Linked DNA regions of Danio rerio: region 1 is linked to region 2. Evidence: chromatin contacts called from public HiCAR-type data. All regions are on one chromosome and are shown on one strand. Each heading gives the region's core, a stretch centred on a gene start, on an enhancer-like site or on the middle of the called end of the contact. The rest is flanking DNA. Distances are from core to core; before and after follow the strand shown. Region 1 has its middle 26 kb from the start of nr4a1. Region 2 holds the start of gtsf1 (gametocyte specific factor 1).

Evidence for each region. HiCAR-type assays count read pairs that join an accessible place to other places.
Region 1: a HiCAR-type map of caudal fin shows a contact between it and region 2, with 4 times the contacts expected there. The contact joins the enhancer-like site here to the promoter of gtsf1 in region 2. A contact is called at or near these places in 4 of 18 Hi-C or Micro-C datasets (caudal fin, embryo, hematopoietic stem cells and 1 more) and 2 of 4 datasets of contacts at active chromatin or transcription factors (caudal fin and embryo).

Annotation. Positions count from the first base shown.
Region 1 is chr23:35,122,912-35,130,113 of GRCz12tu, forward strand. It overlaps a transcript of nr4a1 not described here. Among named protein-coding and RNA genes, the nearest start is that of nr4a1, 26 kb to the left of the region's middle. Within about 2 kb of position 1,535, at least 26 of the 62 cell types and tissues checked have an H3K27ac peak or open chromatin away from gene starts, as enhancers often do. A contact at or near this core is called in caudal fin, where this site is marked.
Region 2 is chr23:35,038,811-35,046,095 of GRCz12tu, forward strand. It overlaps gtsf1 (gametocyte specific factor 1), which reads left to right and starts at 5,384. Exons shown (of 8, transcript NM_212833.1): 1 at 5,384-5,458; 2 at 5,711-5,851; 3 at 5,981-6,099. The coding sequence starts at 5,767. letmd1 (LETM1 domain containing 1) reads right to left here and starts at 4,246. Exons shown (of 9, transcript NM_001130616.1): 1 at 4,041-4,246; 2 at 917-1,074; 3 at 702-817; 4 at 514-596. The coding sequence starts at 4,159.

The DNA.
Region 1 (7,202 bases), core at 285-2,784, 80 kb after region 2:
ATATATATATATATATATATATATATATATATATATATATATATATATATATATATATATATATATATATATATGTATATATGTATATATGCAGCTGGAAGGAAAATGAATAAATATATATATATATATATATATATATATATATATATATATATATATATATATATATATATATATATATATATATATATATATAGTATATATAGTTTTTTTTTTACATATTTTAAATCTTTACTTCTGTTAAATAAGAAAAAAGTAGTAGTGGTAAGAATTATTATTTATTAAATTGATCATGAAAGTGATGTGCATGGACAGATCATTACTAATAAACAATGGAATCTTATAAAAATGCATAATGTCTGCTTAAAAAAAAGTGTCAATTTGAATTTAATTATAACTCAGAGATGCTTTACATGTTCTTAATCAAAGGACGTTTTTTTTTTATTATTGTCCTTAAGGAATCGTTAAAGTCATGTGGGAAAAGTCAGAAATGGGAATGAAATCTCACACTGCAGTCAGAGCTGCTTTAAACATGTTTGAGAGAGTGGGCAGTTCACCAACCCAGAGAATGTGAGAGTGGGCACAATCAAAAGAGCTCTTTCTGAGTTCATGCGCACACTGAAACAATCAGCTTTGTGTGAGAGACACAAAACAGACAAGAACTTTTAGACTCAAATCATACTGAGTATTATTCAAAGGTTAAACTTGAAGATTTCTTCAAAGTTGTGACGTATTTGGGAATCAGAATCATTTAGACCTTCCAACAAAAAGCAACATTGTTGACCGGCTTTGCTAATTTCCACATTTTAATAGGGCCAATGGTTGATATATAGGTCACACTTTACAATAAAGATTCAATACTATGACCAATACTTGTACAATATGTATTAATCATAGTTCAACATTTACTCCAATGACTCATTTAAATTTAAATTCATGCTTGTTTAAAGCACTGCAAGTTAACCTGAACTAACCATGAACTATTTTCATCAAGTAATGTTAATTAACATGAACAAATACTATAATGAATGTATTGTTCATTGTTTGTAACACATTGACTTACTAATACTACCTTATTGTAAAGTGTTACCCATATATGTTACATACTTCCAGCATGAATGCACATGAAATTGCTTTTGTGATCGAACATATGATTCCTTCTGAAAGACAAAGTAATAATAAAAAAACAGACTCACATTTATGAGAGAGCCATTTTGGTGGGCCAGAATATCACCTGTAAATGTTCTGAAGACGTTTATGACTGAAACAATTATTACAAACACCAGAAATGTACTAAAATTACTCTAAACACCAGAAATTACCCCATGAACAATGGCAACAATCATTTTCCCCTGAAAGAAGTTTTATATTTACATTTGCCCTATGCTAATCTTTCACACTTCGTTTAACTTTACATTCGGGACACTGGGTGTCACTATGAACTTGAGAATGTGGAGGGTGGAGGTGCACGTTGTTTGCATTCCCAGATCTGAACAGGAAAACAGTCAGGAAGCTGTGCTGAAGCTCAAGCTCAGGCCTCCGCCAGGAAAAGGAGAGGCAGCAAGTGCTAAGAGGAACACAGCTTCAGCCAACACCTCCAGTGCTGCGTCTGATTTCACTCCAAACCCAGGACCAACGCCATCTATGACTCATTCATGCAGATTCAAGCAGTCATTTTCATTTATCCTTGTGTTTTTTTGCATCGTCCAACACTCTTATGTTGCTGCTCCAAGGTACAGCTCACAGAAGAAGCACAAGAGAAATACTGTCTCACAGTTTCCTTGATTCACGCTGTCTTGCTGATGCCAACTGGGTTTTAATAGTAGAATGAAGACCTTATTCAACCTCTTGTGTGTTTCGTAAGCGAATTATTTTCATCTATAATTAAAGTGACAAGCTCTCTGAACTCAGAAATGTTCCCTCAGGCATCAAGATTAAAAAAGAAAGAAAATGAAACATCATGTCCTGTTCGTTCTGATGTAACTAACCTACTCTGAGGTGACAAACCGCGCGATGTCTAAATCAGGCTGCATGGCTGAAGAGATCATGGAGATCTTTAAGCAAACGGAAAACTTGTGGCAACCAATCAGAAACCACAGAACTTCCTCTTGCTCCAGACAGAGAACCTGACGCCTACGTGACAATAACGTGACAGCTGCCACTTGAATCTGTCTATCCTTTCATTGTCGTCATTGTTTTTTTTTTAAATTCACCATCATGTTTAACAGTATGATTTAATATCTCTTACTTTGATTAATACTGTTATGTGACTAACACAGCAGCAGTGACATGAACGGGGATTTTAGAGACGTTTCACTTGTGTCATTACAGGGGAATATTTCTGACTTTCTTATCATTTCATTTGAGATTTTTTCCTTATATGACTTTATGCTCTTGCTCTTTATAATTATCCCGATAACTCACACCAGAGTCTAATTGCAGCGTTTATTTACTCCAAGGCCACCCAAGTCTTTATTTCAATTAATAGAACATTCAATTCAAGAGTTCACACTTACAGTAGATATTGCTTGATAATAATAGCAGGTTTGGCATGCTGTCTTGCGAGAAAACTCAGGGTGGAGGTAATTAAGCCCAGGGCTCTTCCCTGGTCAGTGAGCATGATCAGGTAATTCTCGAGAGCTCCCCCTAGTAAAAGAGGAGAAGGGGGAGATGGGGTGGATGGGGGGATTCTTCAAAAAAAAAAAAAAAGATGAGGGAGCAATGCTAGACAGGCTATTTATAGTGAGTTTGGAATAATCTGATTGGCTTACTAATGTTTACAGATGAGAGACCAGCCGCGATCAATCAGATCACATGCTCCTCTTGAAATTAGTTTGTGAAACTTATTTTTAGCTGAAACCAATGGTTCTTGGCAATTCATTAAATGCAAGTCAATATACACTCACCGGCTACTTTATTAGGCACACCTGTGCAACTGCTCGTTAACACTAATTTCTAATCAGCCAATCACATGGCAGCAGTTCAATGGATTTAATTATGTAGACATGTGATGCGTACGAAACGGGATACTTCCATACTATAGAGTATGCTAAAATCAGTATGCGAGACGAGTTGTATGTCTGAATTCATAGAATTCAAAAATCAGTATGCAAAAAGAACCCAGATGACTTACTACTTCCAGCGAGATTCTGAAGTGCGCATCCCATGCATGCGGCGCTATCCCATGATGCTCTGCGAGAGAATTCATGAATGGGAATAAAGTGACACAACTGACAAAGGTAGGTCACATGACCATGGCAAAATGGCGAATGTAGTAGGTCCGAATTCCATTCATATTTTTCACATTCATACTGTACAGAACGTACTTTTCTAATGGCCGAGTAGTACGTTTAAATTCAAATGCAGTACCTACTGAGTAGTAGGCGGTTTTGGACCCAGCCATGGTCAATTCGATCTGCTGCAGTTCAAAGTGAGCATCAGAATGGGGAAGAAATGTGATTTAAGTGGCATGGTTGTTGGTGCCAGATGGGCTGTTCTGAGTATTTTAGAAACTACTGATTTAATAGGATTTTCACGCTAAACCATCTCTAGGGTTTACAGAGAATGGTCCAAAAAGAGAAAATATCCAGTGAGCTGCCGTTTTGTGGGCACAAATGCCTTGTTGATGCCAGAGATCAGAGGAGAGCGGCCAGACTGGTTCTAGCTGATAGAAAGGCAGCAGTAACTCAAATAACCATTCAGGTATGCAGAAGAGCATGTCGAACCTTGAGGCGGATGGGCTAAAGTAGCAGAAGTGCAGAAGTGCCAATCATAGCAGATAAGAACAGGAAACTGAGGCTAAAAGTCTCACAAGTTCACCAAAATTGGACAATAGAAGATTGTAAAAACGTTGCCTGGTGTGATGAATCTCGATTTCTGCTGCGACATTTGGATGATATGGTCCGAATTTGGCATCAACAACATGAAAGCATGAATCCATCCAGCCTTGTATCAACAGTTCAGGCTGCTGGTGGTGATGGTGGTGTAATGGTGTGGGGGATATTTTCTTGACACACTTTAGGCATATTAGTACTAATTGAGCATCGTGTCAACGCCACAGCCTGAGTATTGTTACTGACCATGTCCATCCCTTTATGACCACGGTGTACCCATCTTCTGATGGCTACATCCAGCAGGATAATGCACCATGTCATAAAGCATGAATTATCTCAGACTTGTTTCTTGATCATGACAATAAATTCATTGTACTCAAATGGCCTCCACGGTCACTACATTTCAATCCAATAGAGCACCTTTGGGATGTGGTGGTTGAATGGGAGATTTGCATATTGAATGTGATCACAAAGGAAAAATCACAAAGGATTAAATCAGTTCCTAAGGCAAAACCCAGTTCTAGTAAGATGTACCTAATAAAGTGGCCAGTGAGTGTATATTGCTTCTTTGAGAGTGGAAAAAAAACACATATAGGCTAGACAAAATTTATACCCCTGGTATTAACTAATTAATAATATAATAATAATCTTGCACAGAATGATGCCTTTTACTTCATTGTACCTCAATTTACACTCAGTAGTCACACACATTTATTCAGTTTAGTAAATGTGGCCACTGTGCTGAGAGAACAGAAATTTCCCCCTAAACACTGAAAAAACAATAGATTTTTTTTAAATGGAAAATTTAAAAGTACAGTGTTTCTGATTGGCTGATTGAGACGTTTGTTTGTTAAGATTGGAAGCGACACTGATGGTTCAGTAAGAGAGAGAGCAGTGTGATTAGAGGCAGCTGGTCAAGATGACCTATTTTATCTGGAATTTACACTGGGAAACACAAGGGAACGACATACAGGATCTCCAAGTTCCACGCTTTCAGCTCTTTTCCTCTTGCTCCTGGAGCGTCAGGATGGCAAGGCCCTCTTGGAAAACCTTGATGAATCAACATCCGACCTCCTGATAAACATGCTCAGAGTTACAGAATAGACTAGCAAAGCCAAGCTGTTAAAACACACACAAACAACATTCAGTAAGTGAGACCTGGCTGGACAATATGTTCCACTTCTACTGTTTTTTGACAACGGTAGTTGTTACAACAAAGCATAAAAAGTCATATTATGCATTTAAATTGAGCAGTTACTGCAAAGACATTTCCTGGAGAGCTGATATGGAAAGCTTTTATTAATGCATGCATTCACTTCTTTCAATTACCAAGTGGAGACACTACAACTCATAAGGCACAATCAGACGTGTGCATGTGCACTGTGTCTATTCTCTGATCTCCACCTGACCATGTTTGATCTATCAGAGACAATAAACAAAATGGACAATGCAGAGTGATCAAAATAAACCCTTGATTATGTGCGATATCAACTAGTGTGTCAATTAATATGGATTAAATATGGATTTTAAGGCATTTAAATTTTTTGATGAAAGTCAAAGTTTCTATAGGTGCAATGCAACTGCCCGAGCCTTTCAGCCTTTTCTGAATTGTCCAACTCACTTACATAGACAATGTGCAAAATTTTACTCAATTAGCAGATGCTTTAATGCAAAGTGATTTACAAGGGAGGACAAAAGAAGCCTTTTAAATAATCATAGAGTACAGCATATGCTATGACAAGCCAGAGTTAATTTCTTTATTTTCAATATTAGATTTTGTACTACAAACAACAATAAAAGACTTTCCTTGCATTTTTAGTTGTTTATAAGAGCCTGTAGACTTTTTCAATTCAAAATTAATTATTTATTTATTTATTAGTTTGTTTGTTGTCTAATGACATGTCAGCATCACAAGCTGTGTTTATGGCAAACAAATTAAATGTACAATTCATTATAATGCAAATATAATTTCAGATAATTTTACACAACTATTTAGCAAAACTATACACGTTTAAAAAAATAAACAAACAATATACAAATACACACTAATATTATTAGTTTTATAAAAATCTATCAATATGATTCAAGAAAAAATGTAATGTAAAATGTTATCTTAGTATGAGTGTTGCATAAATTATCATTTAAAGCAAAACATTCTAATAATCTACATCTAATAATCTAATATTCATCTAATACACATCTAATATTCTAATTCTATTTTTTTTAATCATATCATCCCCTTCCAATAATGAACATGATGAGTAAGTCTGAGTAAGTGCCTGATTTGACGACATCTCTGGTCATATACGGACTGGTCCTTTCTACATTTAGATTGAAACCGAAGCAATTCAAAAGTTTCATGCTAAACTTATCTACTCTAGAATCTCAGACATACATTACATTCATTATAAAATTATAAAAATCAGTTGACCTGATGCCAGTGACTTGCAGATTGTATGCAAACATCCACATCAATATAATTAGATGCTTTCTTAACTGCTGTTTTCTCACCGCTATATGCATTTATTTTGTCATAAAGTGAAAAGCATGCAGTGCACATATTTACATATTCATATGTGACATGCATTTATTTATTTGCCTTTGGCTTAGTCCCTTATTTATCAGGGGTTGCCCCAGCCGAATGAACTGCCAACTGATGTTTTACACAACCCTTCCAGCCACAACCCCCTGGGAAATCAAAGTACAACTCTCAACAGCATGGATGACACTTTTTACCTTTAACTAATTAACGAAAGACAGGTTTTATAGCACATGTTTAGGTAAATACACTGATGCAGTGAATACGAATACTTTCTGCATTTGACAGTGCTAATAAGGTACATTCAGAAATATTGAAATACTATTTAAAATAGCTTGCTTTTAGCTGGAGAAATCTAGTATTGAATGTTTTGGCATAGTGCTCAGCATAACTGTGTACACCCAATTTTGACAATGAATATTTTTTATTCATTCCACAGTGAATATAGGCAGTGTATTTTGGTGCATTTAAACAAAACAGATTTATCAAACAAATATATTAATTAAAGTAATATTTTAGCCACCAAGCTTCTCTAGAAATTGAAAGATAATACAATTAAATTTTCTACAACATATAAATTTGTGTTCTAGTTTTTGGACCGTTATCATAAGACATTTTGTAAGATAAGCTCTAGATTTAGCTTCAGTACTGACTAATCTAATGTGTATGCACAAATACAATATTGTATAGCTTCCTTTGATTTCATAACTATCACTTTAATTTAAGCAGATTGTATAAAATGTGTGCATGACAATTCACAGCAAACATTTTCATCACACCGTTCATCCCTCAAAAAATGGCAACCTGTGACACCGACATTATTCATGGAA
Region 2 (7,285 bases), core at 4,134-6,633:
CCTTTCGATTGCAAAGCAAATGTAATTAAGTACATTGTATAAATACCTGAGGATTGTTTGTAATAATGGGTTATCAAGGTACACGTGTATTCTGTACAGGTTTTTATTTTTTTACTTATTTTATTTAATTAAAAAAAAATTTTAAACTTTTTTTTCTCTTGGATAAATGTAATTGCATCTTGTTAAGAGGGTAGGGATGGGAATAATATTTGCTTAAATTTCTCTGTAAAATAACTTTCTTATGTCTGTAAAAGTTTGATAAACAGATTAAAAAATATGAATTTATAAGATAGATTTGTGAGGGGTGTATATAAATATGCTGAGCACTTTATACATATACATACATTTTTTTAACAATAACAATAATAGCAATGTAATGTTAAGATGGATTATTGAATCAATGAATAGAAGAATGGCAGATAATAAGGGAAACTTTAAATACTTTTATTCAGTATTAATTTTAAAGGATGCAAAAGTACCAATAATCAGCAGAGCAAGATAATAAATACTCACATAAGCATAAAGACCAGATAGTTGGCAAATGGAGGTATTGACAGGATGACCAAGGGAATGGCTTTGATCAAATCCCTGCGGACCTGAAAGTAACATATTTCAGAAATAATAAATATAATATTATAATATTAATACGACATATAACCACAAGACTTCTCACAAATGTCTCCTTGACTTCTCAAACTCACCTGTCTGATTTTCTCCATATCCCGGTAAGGCAAATTGGCGTGGCTTGTTTTGTCACTAATCATGCGGAACACGATTTTCTGCACTTCTTTGCCATCTTCAAACAGGAGTCTGAAGCCTTTACAAAAAAGCAGAAAACCTACATCATAGCACATTCGATTGAGATAGTTCGTAGTTCAGAAAAAAACATTAAAGTTAACATTTCACTCATTCTGACCTCTCATGAAAGTCTGATAGAGGACAAAAAAGCGAGGGAAGCGCCGCTGCAGGAATCTCTCGTACTTCTCATTGGCCCACTTTAGACTCGACACAACGCTTCGACCAATCCCGTGTCTTGCTTGTGAAGGCGAGTAGTGTCTGACAAACCACAGACTGCTGCAAAGACAGACAGAAAAACAGAAATCAACCAATGAAAGGTGCTGCAAGATGGCGGAGCAGTGAACGGCATGTACTATATGTTAGTTTCAGTCTGCTAGTTTTAAGGATATCTATAAGCTAGTGTGCTCCAAAATAGTGAAAACAAAATGAGCATTTAGAAGATATAAAACTGATATAAACATGTAAAGCTTTTAGTTTGTCACTTCCGCCTAAATGGATGATTTTTTTTTTCTGTGTGTGTGCAAAAAATCAGTTGACATGTTTGTAGCAATATTTGTTTACAATACAGAATATGAATTACATTGTCAATAAAAAAGAGATACGAGAGAGAAAGAGAGAGAAAAAAAGAACATGATATAAACTTCATTGACATTTAAGAATCAATAACAGTAAATAAATTAAAGTCATTACAAAATAAAATAGTTCTGTTTGCTTTCTTATTTTTAGATTAGGAAATTAAATATATATAATGACTAAATTCTTGCAAAAAAAAAACAAAACAGGAAAATATGGTTTGGTATTAGTAAATTTGCATTTGTGGATATGGAATTTACAAAGAAAATACATTTATAACAAAACAAGCATTTCTCTTAGTAGAGGCATCAGTTCTTGACCAATCAAATGCTCTCTAGTATCTGACATGCCCCGCCCCCTTCAAGACACTTCTCATTTATCACTGGCAGACCTGTGATAAAAACGAAATGCTATGCGCTTGTTAAGTGTGACGTCACGCGAAGCAGCTTCCTGGTCCAAGCGCTCTATTCAACTGAATGGGGAGACTTGTGAAATGGTAATAATAAACGTTTACAAAGCGATTTAATACTTTCGAAAATCACGATCGCTATATATATGTCCATGCCTAATATCCAATAGCCAGAAAATAATTCATTTTTTTATAAATTGTTAAAATTTTGGTATTTGTGATGCAGCAAGCCCAGAGATTGTTGTGTACACTATGACTTTATATAAAATTAACTTTAATGTGTGATATGAATAAAAAGTGATCATAAACAAATGATTTCTCAACTCAAATGAGTGGCGGCTTGGACCTGGAAATAGTATTACATACGTCACCAACACGTCACCACTTACCATGCGGATTCGCTTTTTTTTTTTTTTTTTATAAAGGGGAGGAGCTATTCTTTGTTCCACCCTCTCTTCATTTTTTTTTTTACTGAAGTTATGTCAAACATCAAATAAAAACACATTTCAAAGCACTTCATGAGACCTTTAAAATTTAATCTAAAAATATAACAAGCTTTTTTTAATGCTACTAGTTATTGTTATTATTATTATGATTATAAAGATAGTTTTGGCCATTTCTATCTTTATAAGTATAGGATAATATATTAAGACAGATCAGCAAATCAGACAGATTTTTGCGGGGAAAGGGATTGGAAAAGGTCTACGAGCTGGGACTTGAACTCAGGACACCCAAAGAGCAAGGGCACTATATGTCGGCGCACTGCTCACGAAGCTATTGACAATGAAAGCTAATACTTATTTTATAGATAAAAGCATCTTTTTCTTGTTAACATAAAAAGATAGTACATTAATTTAACAACTTCATTTGTTGGTTTTAAGAGGTTATTAGGTGGTAGTGTGTTTTTTTTTTTACAGAGGCCCTTTTAAAACAATACTACTACTTATTTGTTACCAGAGCTTGGTAGATTAGTTAATAATTGTAATCAGCCAGTGAAGTAAGCAAAACAATCTTATGTCAAGAGGAAAAACAAGATTATTTTGTTTACCCTATTGGCAGATTATTTTGCTTGTTTTAGGAAAAACACACTTAATATTGGCATATTATTACTGAAAACAAGACAATAAGTTTTGCTTGCCAAAAAATGTTTCTTGATATAAGGATTCTTAGATATTCGGACAAGAAACAAGACTACAGGTCTAAGTAAAAAAAGCTTTTTTTTGCAGTGTAGTATCTAATGGCAGGGTTCATACACATTTTACTACTAAAATCCATGACTTTCCTATGATTTTTCCATGACTTTCAAGTAAATTTTTATGACTTAATGTTTCATGCAATGCCTACATATGCATGATAAAAAAAACAATACATGTTAAAATTTATTACAGCATCCCATAAAACACGCAACAATCTATTTAGTTTCAGCTTATATTTATATCTATGTGAAATTGATTTAGATAATGCTTACACTGCACTAATAATGTGGGAGTATTTGATTGGGCAAGGACAGAAAAGTAGTAAAGACAACAAACCTATATTCAAGTATACAGATATCCGTTTTCCATGTCTTTTCCGAAACTTTGTGGGTTTTTCTGATTTTCCAAAACTTTTCCAGGCCTGGAAAATGCCATTTCAAAATTCCATGACTTTTCCAGGTTTTCCATGACCGTATGACTGTAATGAATAAGTACTTGTATCTAATACACAAGTATTTATTTAATAGGCACTAGTATCTAACGAATGAGTGAGTACTAGTATCTAATAAAAAAACTAGTGTCTAATTAGAAAACACTACTATATTTTTAAAAAGCTCTAGCATCTAAAGAATAGGCACTACTAACAGTACTTGATGGAAAATGTACTGATATCTAAAAAACAAGCACCAGTAACGTGAAAATAGATACTAGTATGGTTTATAGTTTAAATGTCAAAGTGGCTTGCCATAGGAAGATACTAGTTTTAAGTATGTACTAGTAACATGAATCTAGAAACTACGTTATATAAAATTAAATATAAAAATATCTTGCCGTTCTCTCATGTAATTCCTGATGAAACCATTTTCCCCTTTGTCATCGACTAAAAAAAGACAGACATTGATAAAATAATTAATGTGGTCTCGTTTGTATTATTTACGTTGAAACATCATCTTCGCTATCATTTTATATCCAGCCTGTATGCAAAACATCCTAGCTCTGGGAGTGTGGTATGCGAACAACCGCCTACAAATGATCGGTCATTCCGAACGTATTTTTAATTATACCTGGGTTTTGAGGAAGCCAATCTAGGAGTGCAGAGACTTGCTTTGACCCTGACAGGTTGTTTTCCATACAGTAAGATCACTGAAGCCCCGCGGCATATTCCCCGACAGGACAGCGCCATCTTGAACTGAGCAGCTGACAGTTCGGCGTGGGCGTGTCGTCACGACCATGAAGTGCGGATGCGGGTCTTTGATTGGCTGGTGAAGTGTACGCATTAAACGACGCGCATATTTTGTGTTTAGGTCGACTGGATACCGTAATATTTATATGATATGAACATAAAAGACAAAAGCACACTCCAAAAAATTATATATTTGATAAATGTTATGAGTTGCAGATTACTTTATTCATTTAATGACTATTCTTTTACAGATTTAAATGTAAAATATAATTAACTTAATTATTCTATGCAGTTTTATTTATCCTTGTGAAATTACTATAAACTTATAAACTTATATTTGCTATATTGTGTCACATTTTATTAATTAAATAAATATTTTGAATATTTTTTATTTTAATCATTTTAAAATAATATAATAATGATTAGAATTATTGAATAAAAATTAAAATAAATAAAATCCATCCATTTTCTTCTGCTTGGTTAAAATAAAAAAAAAATAAAAAAATAAAAGATCCAAAGTTTTATTCAAATAATAAATGAGAAATAGTTAAATAAATAAATAATATTAAAATATAGCAGCATTTATTTTAAATAAATAAAATAAATAAATATAATCTCTTAGTCTTTAATGTGTGTGAATAATCATGCAAATAGTTAAATTAAAATGATATAATTGCTTTGATAAGAAAAAATAATACAAAATGTTAATATAATTAATTAAATAAAAATAATATAATAATTATTATAAAATAAAATAAAAATCAATAAAATTGGTTTAAAGAAATCCATTCATTTTTTCTGCTTGGTTAAAATAAATAAAAGATCAAAAGTTTTATTCAAATAAATAAATAAATTAGACTAAAATATAACAGCATTTATTTTATATAAATAAAATTAATAAATATAATCTCTTGGTCTTTAATGTGTGTGAAAAATCAAGCAAATAGCTTGATTAAAATAATATAATTGGTTTGATAAGAAAAAGTTATTCAAAATGTTAATATAATTAATAAAATAAAAATAATATTAACCATATAAAGAATAAAATAATATGTACGTTTGTTAATCTTTATAAACCCCATAGACCAGCACATAGTTACAACAAATAGCTTAGAATCATCAATTGATTACAATGAATAATGCAACAACAAGTATTTATTTAAACATTTGCCATCTTTAATGATGAAACACGTGACATTCCACAGCAGCACACAGCACTTGATTGATGATCTGCATTGATTGCAGTCAGCAGATGGGAAGGCCAGCACGCGACTGCTTCAACAATACAAAAGACTAGCAGTAAGTGTTTATAATGATAATGTCATGTTCTTAACATAAACCCGAGCGTATTGCTACTTTGAAAGTCGTGAGTTTTATAACATAAAGTCAAGCAAACATCGTTTTAATAAACTTCAACCGTCAGTTTTTGCGCTCGGCCTGCTGACTCTCACGTTGTTTGACCGTCACGTGCTGCATTTCTTCAGAGTGCTGTGTGGTTTAACGTTATACTAGAAAATGTTTTGATTTTAATGTTTGGCGGACTTTATTTAGGGTGAAGATTTTTTTAAACCCACGGAAAGGTACACGGGGGTCCAGGAAACGGAAGTATGGCCACTTATAGGTTTGGCAGTAGCGTCGGTCCGTCTGGAGTCCACTCTGAAAGTACAGGGCAGATGTGGAATGAAGACAACGGTAATCAATCATCATCATAACTCGATGCACTGTTGAAGTTACATGTGCAAAATGCAGTTCATGTTGAGTTGTAGTTTTGTGTCGGCACAATAAGTTTTGTTTCCAATGTGGCGCCTCCTGTTTCCGCAGGTTATGGTGAAGAAACGGAAGATGCCAGCGACCCTAATAGGATTGTGCAGTGCCCATATGACAAAAACCACCAGATCAGAGCCTCACGCTTCCCTTTTCATGTTCTCAAGTGCAGAAAGGTGGGTTGTAACATTTAGGATAATGAAGTTCAAATGGAGGCGCATAAATCTTGGGTTTAAACAACAACAAAATATGTATTTGGTAGATAAATTAAAATTTAAGTAGGTTTGAGGGCAAGTACAACAGGAAATTATGGGTTAATTTTATTAATAATAATAATTCCTTACATTTGTATAACACTTTTTTTTTGGACACTCAAAGTGCTTTACACATTAGCGGGGAATCTCCTCATCCACCACCAGTGTGCAGCATCCAACTGGATAATGTGACGGCAGCCATATTGGGCCAGACTGCACACCACACACCAGCTGATTGGTGGAAAGGAGATGGAGTGATCAAGCCAATTATGATTTTTTTTTGTTATGTTTTCTTAACCTTACCTTAGAAATACAGCATGTTAGGCTTAGCTTTGAGTACAGCAGGTTTACAGTGGATGGATGTAGAGAATGGGAATGTCATTACAGCACAGTGTATTTTGGGACACTGGAACTTGAATCCCATTAATCTCTACAGGTTTGTTGTATATGATTGATGGATGGATGGAGAATGGCTATCATTGCAGTGCAATGCATTCTGGCTTTTTTGGCACTCTGGAACTTGGATCTCAATCTCTATAGGTTTATAAGAGAGATGGATGGAGATGAATGAACGCAAACGGACTTGCTTTAAATAATGTGCTCGCACTACTAATAGAGGATCATGTATATGGAAAAGTTGTCCAGCGGCAGCTCATTGATGCACCATCACCGTCGCAGTTAATGTTACTATAATATGTAATATTGTTAATATGATCTGTGGCCTGTAAATCTGTGCTTGGCTCTAAGTTCCTTTTAAACATGTTTTTAGCTTCTTAGACACAGTGTGTTTATACAGATATCTACATTTTATTCTGAGTGTTTGTGAGATGTTTTAAAAAGGTATTAGTACTATTAGATGGTCTGCTCTTTCTGAGGTAATTTGCATTGTTGTACATTGTGTGCTCCTGGGCCTCTGAAAACATGATAGAAAGTATTCATTGTGTAGATTCCCATTCTCTGTAACTTGGTACAGCTAAGTATTGTTACACCTGTAAAGATGTACACCATAAGTGTGTGTTAGTAGGGGTGTCACGATTTCGATTTTTAATCGAAATCCATCGAAATGTATGCTCAATTTCGATAATCGAATCAAAAAATAGAATTGTCG